Regions from separate parts of the Culex pipiens genome. Here region 2 is linked to region 1. Evidence: chromatin contacts called from public Hi-C data. All regions are on one chromosome and are shown on one strand. The core of a region is the stretch at or near the end of the contact, and the rest is flanking DNA. Distances in the headings are between cores, read along the strand shown. Region 1 holds the start of LOC120429171. Region 2 holds the start of LOC120419260.

Evidence for each region. Hi-C and Micro-C count contacts between places; a contact is called where the count stands out from the background.
Region 2: a Hi-C map of whole body shows a contact between it and region 1, with 10 times the contacts expected there. The contact joins the promoter of LOC120419260 here to the promoter of LOC120429171 in region 1.

The regions. Positions count from the first base shown.
Region 1 is chr1:32,969,960-32,977,360 of TS_CPP_V2, reverse strand. LOC120429171 reads left to right here and starts at 4,526. Exons shown (of 6, transcript XM_039594383.2): 1 at 4,526-4,856; 2 at 5,154-5,789; 3 at 5,846-6,109; 4 at 6,172-6,269; 5 at 6,325-6,447. The coding sequence starts at 4,649.
Region 2 is chr1:33,117,045-33,124,445 of TS_CPP_V2, reverse strand. It overlaps LOC120419260, which reads left to right and starts at 4,204. Exons shown (of 7, transcript XM_039581915.2): 1 at 4,204-4,327. It overlaps LOC120419261 (histone H3-like), which reads right to left and starts at 4,041. Exons shown (of 2, transcript XM_039581916.2): 1 at 3,845-4,041. It overlaps LOC120419262 (a long non-coding RNA gene), which reads left to right. Exons shown (of 2, transcript XR_005605685.2): 2 at 1-671.

The DNA of each region.
Region 1 (7,401 bases), core at 3,277-5,776:
TCCCATAGTTTCAGAGGAATTTGATAAAATACTGTATTACCAAAAGAATACCAAAATGTGGTGTCCGATCATTGAAAAATTCTGCAACTTTGCATTAACAATACCTTAAATTGGTATGATACCAAATTTTCCTCTTGCATAATCCTTAAGCCAAAAATTAAAAAAATCAGGAATACCAAAATTTGGTATTGATACCAGAGAAAGGTATTATAACGCATTTCCCTTGTTATTTACCCATGCTCGGGGAATAGTTATAAAAACGTGATATTTTAAATAAACACAAAAGAAAAGGTTTTTTTTGTTGTTTTTTTGTCGCAATTGAAATTAAATGTAACTTTTACAATTTTTCATTTTTTTCAGCCGAGCAATCCTTTAGATCGTTTAGATTTAGATGTCAAGCTCGGATTAATAAAAAACATGATTTTTTTAATGTTTTCTAATAAAAAGCACACAAGTGCACCCAAACCAATGATTTCTTCAAAACGATGTAAGCAAAAACGGATAACATTGAGCGTCGTCTTCTTACACCCATTTGCAGAGCCTCTTTTTAGATTTTATTATTTCCTTTTTTTGTTTAAATATATAGAGAAGCTTAAATTTCAAATTAATTGACTGCTAAGTTAAATTTAATCAATTTTTAAATCTATAAAAAAAATGTCAAAATCGACGCCAGTTCCAGATTGCAAACAAATCCTTATTTTTTGCGGAAATAATGTATTGGCTACATTTCAGTCGTTTAAACAAAATAATCTGAAAGTTTCATAGTAGATTTGTTAGGATTATTTGACGTGGAAACCGTCTCTGGTAAATAACACACAAAGTATTTTCCGTGTAAATAAACACCTTTCGACAAAAAAGAAAATAATTTAATTTAAAAAATAATTTCGTGGACTACTGCTATGCTTCAATTATTTTCTCTCAATTTCTGAAGCAACATTCAAAAAGGGCGCATACGCAGTTTGACAAAAAGAAATATTTTGCAAATTCTAAGACAACAGGTACCTATTTCACTTAACTCGAAGTGTAAATCACCCAGTCACGACGTTCCAGCAGGATTCTAGCAGGGTTCTTACAGAGCTGGATATTCTTACAGCATTCTAGCAGGATTGTTCCACCGTTCTAGCAGGATTCTGACAGAACCAGCTCTGCTAGAATATTTCGTGACTGGGCAATAGCTGGCATCCCCAGCTACCTTACTGCACTGTTAGGGTTTTGGTTATCTGTTGTCTTAGAATTTGCCAAATAGTTCCGGCTGTAAAATGCTTATGCGCCCTTTTAAATTTTAACAAAATAGCCTAAGATTTTTAAAATAAGTGTCCACCTGGTTTGTAGATGGTCTCATAATCCTGGTTAAAAAATAAAACTTTACCAAAATTAGTATTTTTTACTGACTTTCAGTTGTTTGAATGGTTTACCAAAATTCGGTAGGAATTGACAGGAAATTTACCCAGCACGGTGGGTAAGAAGGGGATTATTATGCACCCGCATGCACCTCGAAAATTACTCCTGGAGGATGTTGGGGGGACTATTCTGAGTCAGAATAATCGATTCCAAAAATATTCTGTCGGTGAAAACTGATTTTATCTCGAGTTGAAGTTAATAAAACTACAGTCGACTCTCTGGTTGTCAATATCCAAGGGACCGTCGAGGAAGAGAATCATCAGTTTACAGAACGATGCAAAATGAAGACTCGATTGAACATATTTTTTTCCTGATTCTCAGCTATGGGTGAGAACGATGGCAACGTCACTAAACAAAAACAAACAAATGCCAAACACCCTTCAAAGCTTGGTTTCTCAAAGAAAAATGTGTATGCAAGCCATGAGAAAGTGAAATTATTGACAACCAGAAGAGATTTTTAGAGCAAAATGAATTCAAGGGACCGTCGAGGAAGAGATTCTTCAAGCAAGAGAAAATATCGAGGAATGAAGAGAATCATAGTATGCAGTTTGAAGGGACTGAAAATTTCATCGGTAGAAGGAGCAATATTGAAATCGGGAAGATCGACAGCCAGAGAGTCGACTGTAATATATCACCTAAAACCTCAAAAATACGTTGTGAATCTCGGTCCAACTCTGGACAAAGATGTAAATTTACATCAAGATATCAATTCTTAGTTTCCAAAATATATTCCTGACATAGTACACCTAAAATCGATCTATACTTGAGTCCCAGCGTCATCAGGAGGTGTAAAATAGTGTTTTTTTTTTTTTTCTAAAAAAATATTTTCAATTAGCTCTTGTAAATAAATTGTCATGTCTGAACATGTCTGAACATTTTCGGCGCTGCAACGTCACGAAATTATTCGAAATATGTCTCGTTGGATATCAAAACCTGTCCCAAACTTGAATATCTTTACAGATTCGGATTTGAAATTGAATTTTCTACAAGTAGTGACTTTGGAAAACTTTTTTTAAGTGGCACTAATTTGCCACATCGATCACTCCGTGACGTTGCAACGGAGTGAGAAAAAGCTAAATTTCGACGCTTTTTGGTTTCATACAGATGAATAATTCATGTTTTGATGATTATAAACATTTCAAATTGTTAATCCAGCTGCGATTGATGATTGGACCAATAAAACAACGATTAAATAATCAAAATGTTTGACCTATCAGCCAAAAAGTGTCGTTTCTGTCGCTGGAGAATGTGTCATATAGTACATATTCCAAAAGGCAAATTACATCTGATATTGCACAATTAGGGGAAATATACCCTTTCTAATCAAACACCTATCTTCGTCATATGGAGAGTTTGATGCTCGATTAAAGCTCCAAAAATACTATTTAGGCTGTAAACTTACCAGCAACAGCACCGCCTCGAGTAAGCACGCAAATGTATGCCACTTACTGGCCAAAAAGATCAAATTTAATGCACTTTTGATCATAATTTCTATTTTGCGAGACCATTTCTCATCATTTTGGTGGCACACACATCCACACGCAAGATCAGAGGTTAACTTATTAACGAAAGTCGCCATCAATATCTTTTCACTTGCGCTAACGATTTCAAAGCGCTTAAGGTATAAAATTGCTTCCAACTACCGGCAACATGTTCTTTTGACCGTTACTTAGTCACTCACTTGAAAAATAATCCTGAAACATGTAAATAATTAGCAAGCGCCATCAAAAAAACAAACGCGCTAAGTCTTTTGACGTTTCAATTTTGACCATCCATTCTAATCGAAGGCTGAAGAAAACCGAGCGAGAAGCGAAGGCAAATAAAGAACACCATCACCACCAGCAGCGCTTGTGGTGTTGCCAGGAAACTTTCTCTATAAATGCTACTTTTCGTGAGTGTTCGCTCAAAATTTCATCAATTTTGGCAGCACGAAGCAGACCCAAACGAACGTTGGAAGAAAAAAAGAACTAAGCTGAAAATAGAAAAATGGGCGTGGCCCAATGCACACGACTGATTAGAATGCGTTTTTGAAATATTTTTTTAAAATGCTTGTAAAAGGAATAGCATAACCTTTAATAAAAGTGAAAATAAACAGAAATGTTCGCAAAAAGTTGCTCTACTCGTTGGTGTACTTGGTTTTACTGAATTTCAACGAACACTCCAGATTATCCAGCACCATTCAAACAAGACCGCTTATTAGGCTTAAAATGGGTTTATTTCCCCTATGATGCCAATATTGGCACGCAGCCTAGGCGTACTACGCGTATGATATTTACGCTGATAGTTGGTACGATATTATGCGCGTATGATACGCCGTAAGCGATATACCTACTCGAAGTGATCAACCCCTAGCCATATTCGATTATGCAAAGTTTGATTATCCGAAGGTTTTAATGAGACTTCGGATTAATAAATCGTGTGCTTCGTTTTTTTTAATTTTCATACTTTTAATAGCTAACTTCAATTTCGCGACCAAATTTTCAAAAAAAAAAATTCTTCAAAAAATATCAAATTCATTTTCTCAGTATTTCATCACTGGAAAAAAAAAAATCGGATCAATAATTTCAAGAGCTTCAAGAGAAAATGTTCTTAAATCTCTTGAAATTATTGATCCGATTTTAAAATTTTTAAAGTGAAACTCGTGTGAAATTTTCTGAACCACTTTCAAAAACATATTTTAACATTTTTTATTTCACGTTATACATTTTAAAAAGGACCAAATAATTCAATTTAAGATGACCTAACATGTCATTTTTTACATTTTATTATAAGGTCCAATTAAAAATAGTCCAAAGATGTATATTTGTGATATCAAACAATTCCGTCAAGAGACTTCCATGGCCTCGATCTGAAGGTGAGAACTACTGCTGTTCCATCGCGATGCCAGCAGCCAAAGCTGATCTGCTCTGCTGAAACACCAGCCGTAAGTCACGGCCTGCTTCAGCTTGTAATTGGCCATCAGGGCTCCTCTTCTGGCTTCTCTTGGTGCGAACAGTATTATCCGGAACTTACTGCCTCGAGATACAGTTGAACCCTGATTGTTTGAGAAATTTGAACATAGATTTGATGTTTGGTCATGGTTAGGACTGCTAAATTTGACTGTCAACACACCACGGTTCCACTGTACCTCTCCCTGCCGAAACATTGCACCGGAACAGCTCATCTCTTTTTGATGACAGGAAAAAATGAGCGTTGAGGACAGGTGTCGCAATCAGTTTGGCGTCGGTTCGGAACGCGTCAAGGTGTGATGGGGAAGTGGCTTCCGTTGGTTGGGCTGGGCTTGGCCGTCCTGGCGGTGGGTTTGGCCAAAGATGGACGGTTCTTGCAGGAGAATGAAATCGGTGGAGCGGATCAGGAAGATGACGGCGAAGGTGATCGAGAGGAGTTGTTGGCGCGGGAGTTGATCGGCAATCAGGTGGAACTGTTGGTGAACCGTTCCGGGGTGGATGTGGCAGGTATTAAGGGAGGGTTGGGGAAGGGTTGTTGGCTTGTTGTTTTTGATTGAGAATTAGATGAAAAAATGTTGCGAAGCGTACTCACGTGTGAACAAGCGTGGTCAAGCCGCAGCGGTTGTTCAATGGTTATCAGAGTGGAGAAATTGTTGCAATGTTTAATGGGAGATCGAAAGTTATTGTGTGAGAGAGAAACACAATCGACCAAGAAGATCGGTGTGTGTTGAATAAACTGGTTTCTCATAAGATTGATTAGGTATTTAAAAAAAGTTTATTTGGGATCATTCCCATAAATTCCAGAACTAATCAGAACCAACAATGGCGGTCTCCAAAACATCCCGTCGGAACGTCTCCGCCTGCGAGACATCATCGGCCGCAGCCAACTGCAGTACATCGACTACAAGGTGGAGTACGGCTTGCGGTACGACCCAAAACTGGCCGCCAGACAGTCACAGCCACCGCGGTCACAACCTCCCGTTGCATCAGTAAGTTACGGCGCCAACAGCATCGACGAAAGCGACATCAAAGCGGATTCGTCCATTCCGTTGGTGGTCGTTTCTACCGGTGGCAACAGAACCTGGTTCGCCGTCAAAGACAACGTAACGACCTTCGCGAGTTCACCCGTCCAGAACGTGATGCGACCTCCGACGAGGGTCGAGCAGACGCTGGACTTGCTGGGTGATCGACTGAAGAAGCTGCTGTTGAACAGTTTTGTTCCGAACTCGACCGAGTCCAGGGTGATCGAGAAGCTCAAGTCTCCGCTGACACTGTTCAGCCTGTTCAACGTGGTCAACTTTGAGAATGCTCCGTGCGTAGCACGGCAGGGCAATTTGGGCAGTCCGTTGCAGGGGATCTGCTACCACGAGGTGCAGTGCAGCCAGCTGGGTGGAGTTCCGATGGATGTGTGTGCCGGGGGGTTCGGAGTTTGCTGTGTCTGTGAGTTGTGCTTGCTATTATTCGAACTAGTTTCCCTTGAAAACCTCTTTTTCAAGTCCAATTAGGATGCAACGACCAGACGGCCCAGAACATCAGCTACTTCCAGAGTCCGGGCTATCCGACGGCGGTCCGGACCAAACTGACGTGCAGCCTGACGGTGGCGCTGCGCTGGAACACGCGCCAGGTGCTGCTGGAGCTCATCTTCTTCGAGATGGGACCCCCGCGGGAGGGCAACTGTCTGGAGGATCAGCTGATCGTGACGGTGCAGAACACCCACCGAACGTATCCGATCCTGTGCGGGATCAACAGTGGGCAGCACTGTGAGTTGGTCACCGTTTTTGGGATGAAATCTACGTGAAATTAATGTTACGTTTTTGTTCAGTGTACCTTCAGGTGGATCGAGAGTATTCTCACTTTTTGTACTTGACAGCGGTGTCAAACTCGGATGAGCCGAAGGCGTTCAATATTAGAATTATTCAAGTGAGTTGGAATCGCAATTTTGCGATCTTTATAAATGAAAACATTTAAATTTAAGCTTTCAGAGCTTCAAGCACCCGAAGGGTGTTTACAGTACTTCACTGGGGTAAATGGTTACATCAAATCCTTCAACTACGATGACCACTCGGTTCTTGTTACGCGCAGGGAGCCAGGATACTTGGTAAGTTCTGAAAGATTGGTTTGACCTTTTGTCAATTTTGACCTGACGTCTGTTTTGATCTGACGTCAGTTTTGACCTGGTGTCAGTTTTGACTTGATGGCGGTTTTGACCAGATGTCAGTTTTGACCTTTTGACAATTTTGACCTGACGTCAGTTATGATCTGACGTCAGTTTTGATCTGACGTCAGTTTTGATCTGACGTCAGTTTTGATCTGACGACAGTTTTGATCTGACGTCAGTTTTGATCTGACGTCAGTTTTGACCTGTCGTCAGTTTTGACCTGATGTCAGTTTTGACCTGATGTCAGTTTTGACCTGATGCCAGTTTTGACCTGATGCCAGTTTTGACATGATGTCAGTTTTGACCTGATGCACACTTTGACCTGATGTCAGTTTTGACCTGATGCCAGCTTTGATCAGATGTCAGTTTCGACCTGATGCCAGCTTTGACCTGATGTCAGTTTTGACCTGATGAGAGTTTTGACCTGATGTCAATTTTGACCTGATGTCAGTTTTGGCCTGATGCCAGTTTTGACCTGATGTAAGTTTTGACTTGACGTCAGTTTTGACCTGATGTCAGTGTTGACCTGATGTCAGTATTGACCTGATGTCAGATTTGACTTGATGCCAGTTTTGATCTGTTGTACGTTTTGACTTGATGTCAGATTTGAGATGTTGTCAAAATAGATTTGATGGCAGTTTTGTTTTGATTTGAGTTTTGACCTGACGTCAGTTTTCACCTGATGCCAGATTTGAACTGATGTCCGATTTGACCCGATGCCAGTTTTGACTTGATGTCAGTTTTGGTTTGATTTGAGTTTTCACCTGACGTCAGTTTTTACCTGATGTCAGATTTGAACTGATGTCAGATTTGACCTGATGCCAGTTTTGACTTGATGTCAGTTTTGGTTTGATTTGAGTTTTGACTTGACGTCAATTTTGACCTGATGTCAGT
Region 2 (7,401 bases), core at 2,955-5,454, 150 kb before region 1:
AAAAAAACAAAGAAAACAAGTGGAGAGGAAAAACACAAAACAGCAATTTAGTAGATAGAATAGAAGCAAATTTACTGTACAGAAGCAAAATATATCCCAACACGTATAGGAAGAAAGAAAGTGCTAATCGCCAAGTTTAGTGAGTAGTGCAAGAAAAAATGCGTCATATTATGAGAACTGTAAAAATAGTATTTTTAAACCGAAACGGGACAAGCTGCAGGCAAAGGATGCAGCGAAGGGGGTCCAACAGAACCCACGACTTTTGTAATATATTAGAAAGATGAATTTAGAAGCAAGTCGGAGGGATTTTAGCAAGCCAATTTAGAAAAGAAACAAACTAACAAAAAAATGGAAATCAAAACTGCAAACAATCTGCGCAAAAAGCTTAATTATACATATATTTTTAAGAGTTGCACGTAAGGGTGGGAAAGAGTGAGTGAAAGAGAGAAAGAGAGAATCAGTAGCGATAAATATATGATTGCCAATAAATCGTGGTTAGCGTCACACACAAAAACAACAAAAATCGTAAACTGTAGAGAGAGAAACTTTTAGACACGGGCAAACGTTTTGAATATTACATTTGTTATTTAATTTTTATATTTGTAGCTATTACTATATATTTACATAGATTTTATAAAAAAAATATCTAATAAACGGAAAAGATCTGAGAATTGAAAATTCGTTGGTTTTTTACTGTTGAATATCCGAAAATTATTCCTTTTTCTTAAATCAGATTATAACTTTGCCTCTTTCCACAAATATACTAAAGCTATATAGGAACGTAATAAAATATGTTTTGTTCAGATTTTTAGCATTACTTGTGTGAAGTTACTATCCTAAAGTGAGATGTGGACTACCTTTCAACAGCTGATTAATTCAAAGTTGGGAACAGAGTTTGCGGGTGCTTAAAGAATCGAGTAAATCTACTAAAGGAAAAAAGTTACAAACCCAAGCAGACGGAAATAACTTGGGAATAAACATTTTTTGATATTTCAAAATACCAGGCCAATAACATATTATGTTATTTATAACAAGATTTGTTATTCGTCGTTATGATTTTTTTTGTTATTGTAATAACAGACTAATAACTTTTTTGTTATTCTTCGAACAAATCTTTGTTTTTTTTTGTTATTTTAACAACTAATTCGATCATTCCAATAACAGGTGGTGGTATTCTTCCATAACAAAAAATGTTATTTCAAAGTTGTTTCGGCTTTTGAACAATATCAGACCAATAACAAATTTTGTTATGATAACATAAACTGTTGTTAAACCCTTATGCAAAAATGGACTTTTCAAGAAGATTTCATTACACTTTCTGTTATTTTAACAATATTTGTTATTGAAATGGCATGGATTTTGTTATTACCAACTGCCCGGGAAATTAACTTCGAAATATCTTATAGATGGGGGATAGTTAGAGGAAAAGAAATTTTCTAATATTTGAAACTTTTCTAATTACGAAAATATATGATTAAATTTCATTCAAAGTTTAATCATTTTTCCAAATAATGAATACTAGAATAATACCAATTTTCCATTGTTCATCCTGTGTAGACTTTTTGAGACTGGCAGTGTGCGTTCATACAGTTTTATGAAACCGTCAAACGCTTTTAAAATTCGCAGTGATAAATTCAAAACGGTAGTGGTGAGTATATAAAAAAACTCATGACAGCCCAATTTAAAATTTTTAAATAGTATGATTTAGTTGAAAGATTTTTTTTTAATTATTGGAAAATATGAAACGGTTACACAGTTTTGAAAATATCTGGATTGTCTTTGATTTTTTTGAACTTTATAAATTTTCTCAATATGATTGTTAAAATTTCCAGTTTTTTTTAAATCTAAGGGTTTCTGAAATGACTTATTTTTTAAAATTTCCTGTTTACTGTGATTTTTTTGTAAATTTATTTAACTTATAAAATTTTCTGAAAATCGGGTTTTTATGTAACGAATTCCTTAAATTTTATGTATTTTGTTAAATTTTTAATTTTTTTTTTCCTAAAATGCTTAAGTTTTTTGATTTATTTTTATTTTTGAATTTTCCAACTTATAACAAATTCAAAATTGTCTAATTTGTTAAATTGTTTGAATTAATCGTTTTTCCTTTTTTGTGATAAATTTTCTTGAAGTTTTCTATATTTTGTGTTCTTTGATTTCTTTTTAATTTCTTCTCCTTATTGCATTTACTTAATTTTTTTTTCATTTCCCGAATTTCCTAAACTTCTTGAATTTTTTGAATATTTTTAAATTTGTTGAAATTCATGATTTTCAAAACTTTTTAAACTTCAAAATCTCTTAGTTTTCGAAACAAAATTATAAAAAAATCTCAACTTTTTAAATCTGCTGAATTTTTGAATTTTTAGAGCTTTATAAATTTCCAAAATATTTTGTTTTTGTTTTTCATTTCTTGGGCTTCAACTTCGTTAATTCCAGGATTTTTTGAGATCGTCTTTTCAATTCGGGGAATTTTTAAATTTTTAAAGAAAATTTTAGATTCCTGAATATGTTCGTTATTTTTTTTTTAATTTAAATCTTTTGTGTTCTCTGAATTTCTTTGTTTTTGTTCCTTAAACAAAAACTGAAATTTCCTTATCTTCTTGAATTTTTTTAATATTATCTAATTTCTTGAATTTCTTGCATTTCTTAAACATCTTGAATTCACTGAATATTTTATTTTGTTTTGATTATGAACTTCATAAGTTTCTTGAATGTCTTTTAAATTTTTTTTATTTTTAAAATTTCTGTATTTTTATTTTAGCTACTTTGTTGATTGTCTAGAAATTTCGAAATTTCAAAACTTCTTAAATCTTCCAATATCTTGATTTTTTGAAATTGATGTTTTGAATTCTTGGGTCTTCTTAAATTTGTTGAATTTCTAGAATTCTTAATTTTTTCTAATATTTGAAGTTATATTTTTTTTGATGATTTGTTTCTATTTGCTCAAATGTAGCACCCGATTTGTGTGGAAGTTTGTTAGTTCGCTCCAAATGAAACACATTGTGCACCACTAATTGCGTCGGTTACATGCTTTTTTTAATTCCTTCTTTAATTTTTATAATTTCCAATTTTTTCTGAAGTTTTTTTTTATTTTTAAGAATTTATGAATTTTTGGACCATGATTTTCTTGAAATTCTTGTTTTTTTTTCGATTTCTGACAGCCTGGATATTTTGCCACCGGAAGCGACCAATTGGGACAATTCCACCAAAAGTAAGAATATTTGTATGATAAAATAGGGTGAACATGACTGCCCGAACGCACGAGTGTTAAAATGTCAGCAAACTTTTTCTTTTAACAAAATTCTACTTGTTTCCTTAAATGCTGCAAAAGTTTGGCTGTTCATAAAACGGCTTAAATCTCATTTAGCTCATGTTTAGGTTTTGGGCTCAGTTCGTCCAACGAAAACAAGCCCCTGAATTAAAGGTCAATAGGTAATTATACAAAATGGCACCCTTTACTCAATGTAACCAAAAAAGCACGTGTGACAAGATTGCATGATCACTTGATTAAGATCAGTATTTCGAATCCAAAACTTTACGCGACACTTCTTTGCTTATTTTTTTGCAAAAGGATAAAATTTGCAATCGGATTTGACCTGAAATATTGAATGTATGTAATCGGTCTTCAACATAGGATTGAATTCAGGTTTTTTTGAATGATCCATATTTCTTCAAAGGAGAAATTTTAACGTTATAGATTTTTAAAGAACCTAAAGCTTCCTTGCCTTGGAATACACTGTAAACAAGCAAGATTTCGTTGAGTAAACTCATAATTACAGTTACAACAACACAACGCCGACAAAACATCTCTGTTTACATTTACTGAAAAAAAGATGCAACATACCTCTTGGGTTTGGACACAATTAGGAACTTTTCGAAACAACACACTTAGTACACGAAAGTATATTTTGTGCTAATAAGTTACTAACTAATAATCTAACTTACAAAACATTACAAAGCACATGATTAAACAATAGTTATTCTCTCTATTCGTCCAACTTCCAACCGAAACAAACCTCACCGCTATGGTAATAATACTGGCTGCGTCCGTCCGTCCGTTACACAGATTCATAGAAAGACCCATGCAGCAAAAGTGTCAGCAGTGCAATGACTGTCATACTGCTGCGATGATTTTAAAGGAGCATCAGCTGTCAAGAAAACATGAAACAGCAAAACACTGGAGCGCTGGAATAATAACAAGCAAAATAAACTCTTCCAAAACATTCCTACCACCTTGCAGTGGGGGACCTTGAGTCAGTCAGTGTCTATGGTCAAGGTGTTTCGGTTCGCGTTTTTAAAGTTCTGGAAGTGGTGCGGAAGTTTTGATGTAATATTTTTTTACCTGCGTATCTAAATCCAAATTAAGCCTCATTTTTAAGGAATATTTGGTGTACAAGGCTTGTCAAAAGGATTAAAAACACTGATTAAATAAATTAACCCATGGATTTCATAACCACATGTCATGAGTCAGCAAAAGGGTGAATATGATACCATTGATTCAGCAGATTTATTAATACGTGGTCGGAGAACCTAACAAATTGTCTCAGTCATGCATTTAATGAAGAAAAACTCTACTATTTCAACCAATAATAAACATCATCAACATCACGTTACGGTATTAAATATTAAAAATCAGATCAGATCTCAAGAAGCCCTACAATTCGGCTCTAGAAATGAACTTTTTCAGTAAAATCGTCGTAGACCCACCCTGATGTGTGTGGTTCGACTCAAAATCGAAAACGTGGGTGTATTTTTTATGTATTTTATCATAAGTACAGGTAAAATTACATAAAAAGAGGAATTCCGTAAAATTTTACCCTTTAAGGTGAGCTTTTTTTTCAGCGTAAATTTCAATCAAAGAAACCAATTGGGTCCCAAAATTAAGCTTAAATTGGTAGTATTATTGTTTACAACGTTGAAGATTATTTTTCTGAATACAATAACCCTTTGTACGACCGCATAGGATCTAAAATGATTTTTTTATCGATTTAAATAAAATCGAAGCCCTTCTTGACAGAAAGCATCCTACTTGACAGCTCGTTCCAAGGGGACCATAGTTGACCCATCTTAAAATGTTGTCTTGTCAAAAAAGTGATCAGAAATGTTTTTTAATCGTGTTTTTTACCGTTGTACATAAAATTTGTACATAAAAGCCCATATTTTCGGACACTATGAGCCAGTGTGGATTTGTTACGAAGCAGTCTATTCTGCAGACAGTGAGTGTTTACTTTTTAAAAAAAGCACGATAGACTGCTGCCTTTATCGCAAATTTTCTGAACCTTAGAAAAAATCAGAAATGGTCACAAACTATTTTTAAAAATTGAATAACTTCAAATAAAGCGTAATTATATATAAACCGAACAGTACATTTAATTGAACAAAATCTTGTTGAGTTTGTTCATTCATTATTTTTTCAGAGCAATTTCAAAAAATAGTTCCAAAAATTAAAGAAAATCCGCTTGAATTTCGTGAATTCCCGGGAAATTTAGAAATTTCCCGGGAAACGGGAAATATTTTTTTTTTCAGGAAATCCCGGGAATTTTTTCCCGGGACGGGAAATCGGACGCTCTAACTTCAAATATTACGCTGAAATTGAATTTTCGGTGACTATATCTTAAAAACCATATTGGGAAAATTAGCTTTTGTGAAAAAAAAATACAAATTTGGCAACCGTCCATACAAAAATGATTTATAAAAATACAAAAATTTTATCTTTTGAAGGAATCTTTTGATCGATTTGGTGTCTTCGGCAAAGTTGTAGGAATTGATAAGGACTACACTGAAAAAAATGATACACGGTAATTATTTAAAATTTAAAATATAGCTTTTCGTTATTAAAACTTGATTTGCAAAAAAATACTATTTTTATTTTGTTTATATGTTTTAGGGGCCATAAAATGCCAACTTTTCTGAAATTTCCAGAATGAGCATGAGCATGAGCATGAGCATGGTTGACTGCCAATGAGCTGCTACTCCGTTATTGACAGATCAGCTGAAGTTAAACAATGAATCAAAAATGATCAGTGGGAGCCAACCATCCGTTCACTGTTTAACCCCTGAAGACCCCGACTTTATTAGTCAATACCGGCGCCCTCCCAAGAAGCCTGCAGTTCAACGAAAGGGAGGAATGTTAGTCCGATAGTTGAAGTTGCAGACTCATCAAGCACATAGTTTTTCGCTATATACTTGTTGATACCGCTTGAGACCGTTGAATCCACAGCATCTCCTTCAAGCATCACGTGATATTTTTTTTGGGTTAGTAGGATAAGGTATTGGCTTTTCGATGCCTCCCGAGCTACGATGCTATGGGGAGGACTTTCATAACAAACCCGTCGGCGAGCCTTCCGAGCAACGATGCTATGGGAAGGTCTTTCTAATTAGCACACCAAAACACTCGCGCACAGGTATTTAAATACTGAATAAATGTAATTTTTCATCACGATTACCCAGACGACATTGATGATATAGGAAGGACTTTTTTACAGTCATTTACAGTAATACTTAAACTTATTTTAATGCAACAATTCACACGACGTCGTGCCTCCCGATCAACGATGATGTAGGAAGGACTTGAGCAAGCCAATCAGGATGAAACACGAAATAAAATTCTTTTCTTTTCACACACAATGCCACATAATTGACCGCGCGTCACCACCCAACAAATTGAACTGATTTTCTTCTGCTTGTGGGCAAGCCAACCAGGATGAAACACGAAATAAAATTCTTTTCTTTTCACACACAATGCCACATAATTGACCGCGCGTCACCACCCAACTAATTGAACTGATTTTTTTTCTGCTTGTGGGCAAGCCAACCAGGATGAAACACGAAATAAAATTCTTTTCTTTTCACACACAATGCCACATAATTGACCGCGCGTCACCACCCAACAAATTGAACTGATTTTCTTCTGCTTGTGGGCAAGCCAACCAGGATGAAACACGAAATAAAATTCTTTTCTTTTCACACACAATGCCACATAATTGACCGCGCGTCACCACCCAACAAATTGAACTGATTTTCTTCTGCTTGTGGGCAAGCCAACCAGGATGAAACACGAAATAAAATTCTTTTCTTTTCACACACAATGCCACATAATTGACCGCGCGTCACCACCCAACTAATTGAACTGATTTTTTTTCTGCTTGTGGGCAAGCCAACCAGGATGAAACACGAAATAAAATTCTTTTCTTTTCACACACAATGCCACATAATTGACCGCGCGTCACCACCCAACAAATTGAACTGATTTTCTTCTGCTTGTGGGCAAGCCAACCAGGATGAAACACGAAATAAAATTCTTTTCTTTTCACACACAATGCCACATAATTGACCGCGCGTCACCACCCAACTAATTGAACTGATTTTTTTTCTGCTTGTGGGCAAGCCAACCAGGATGAA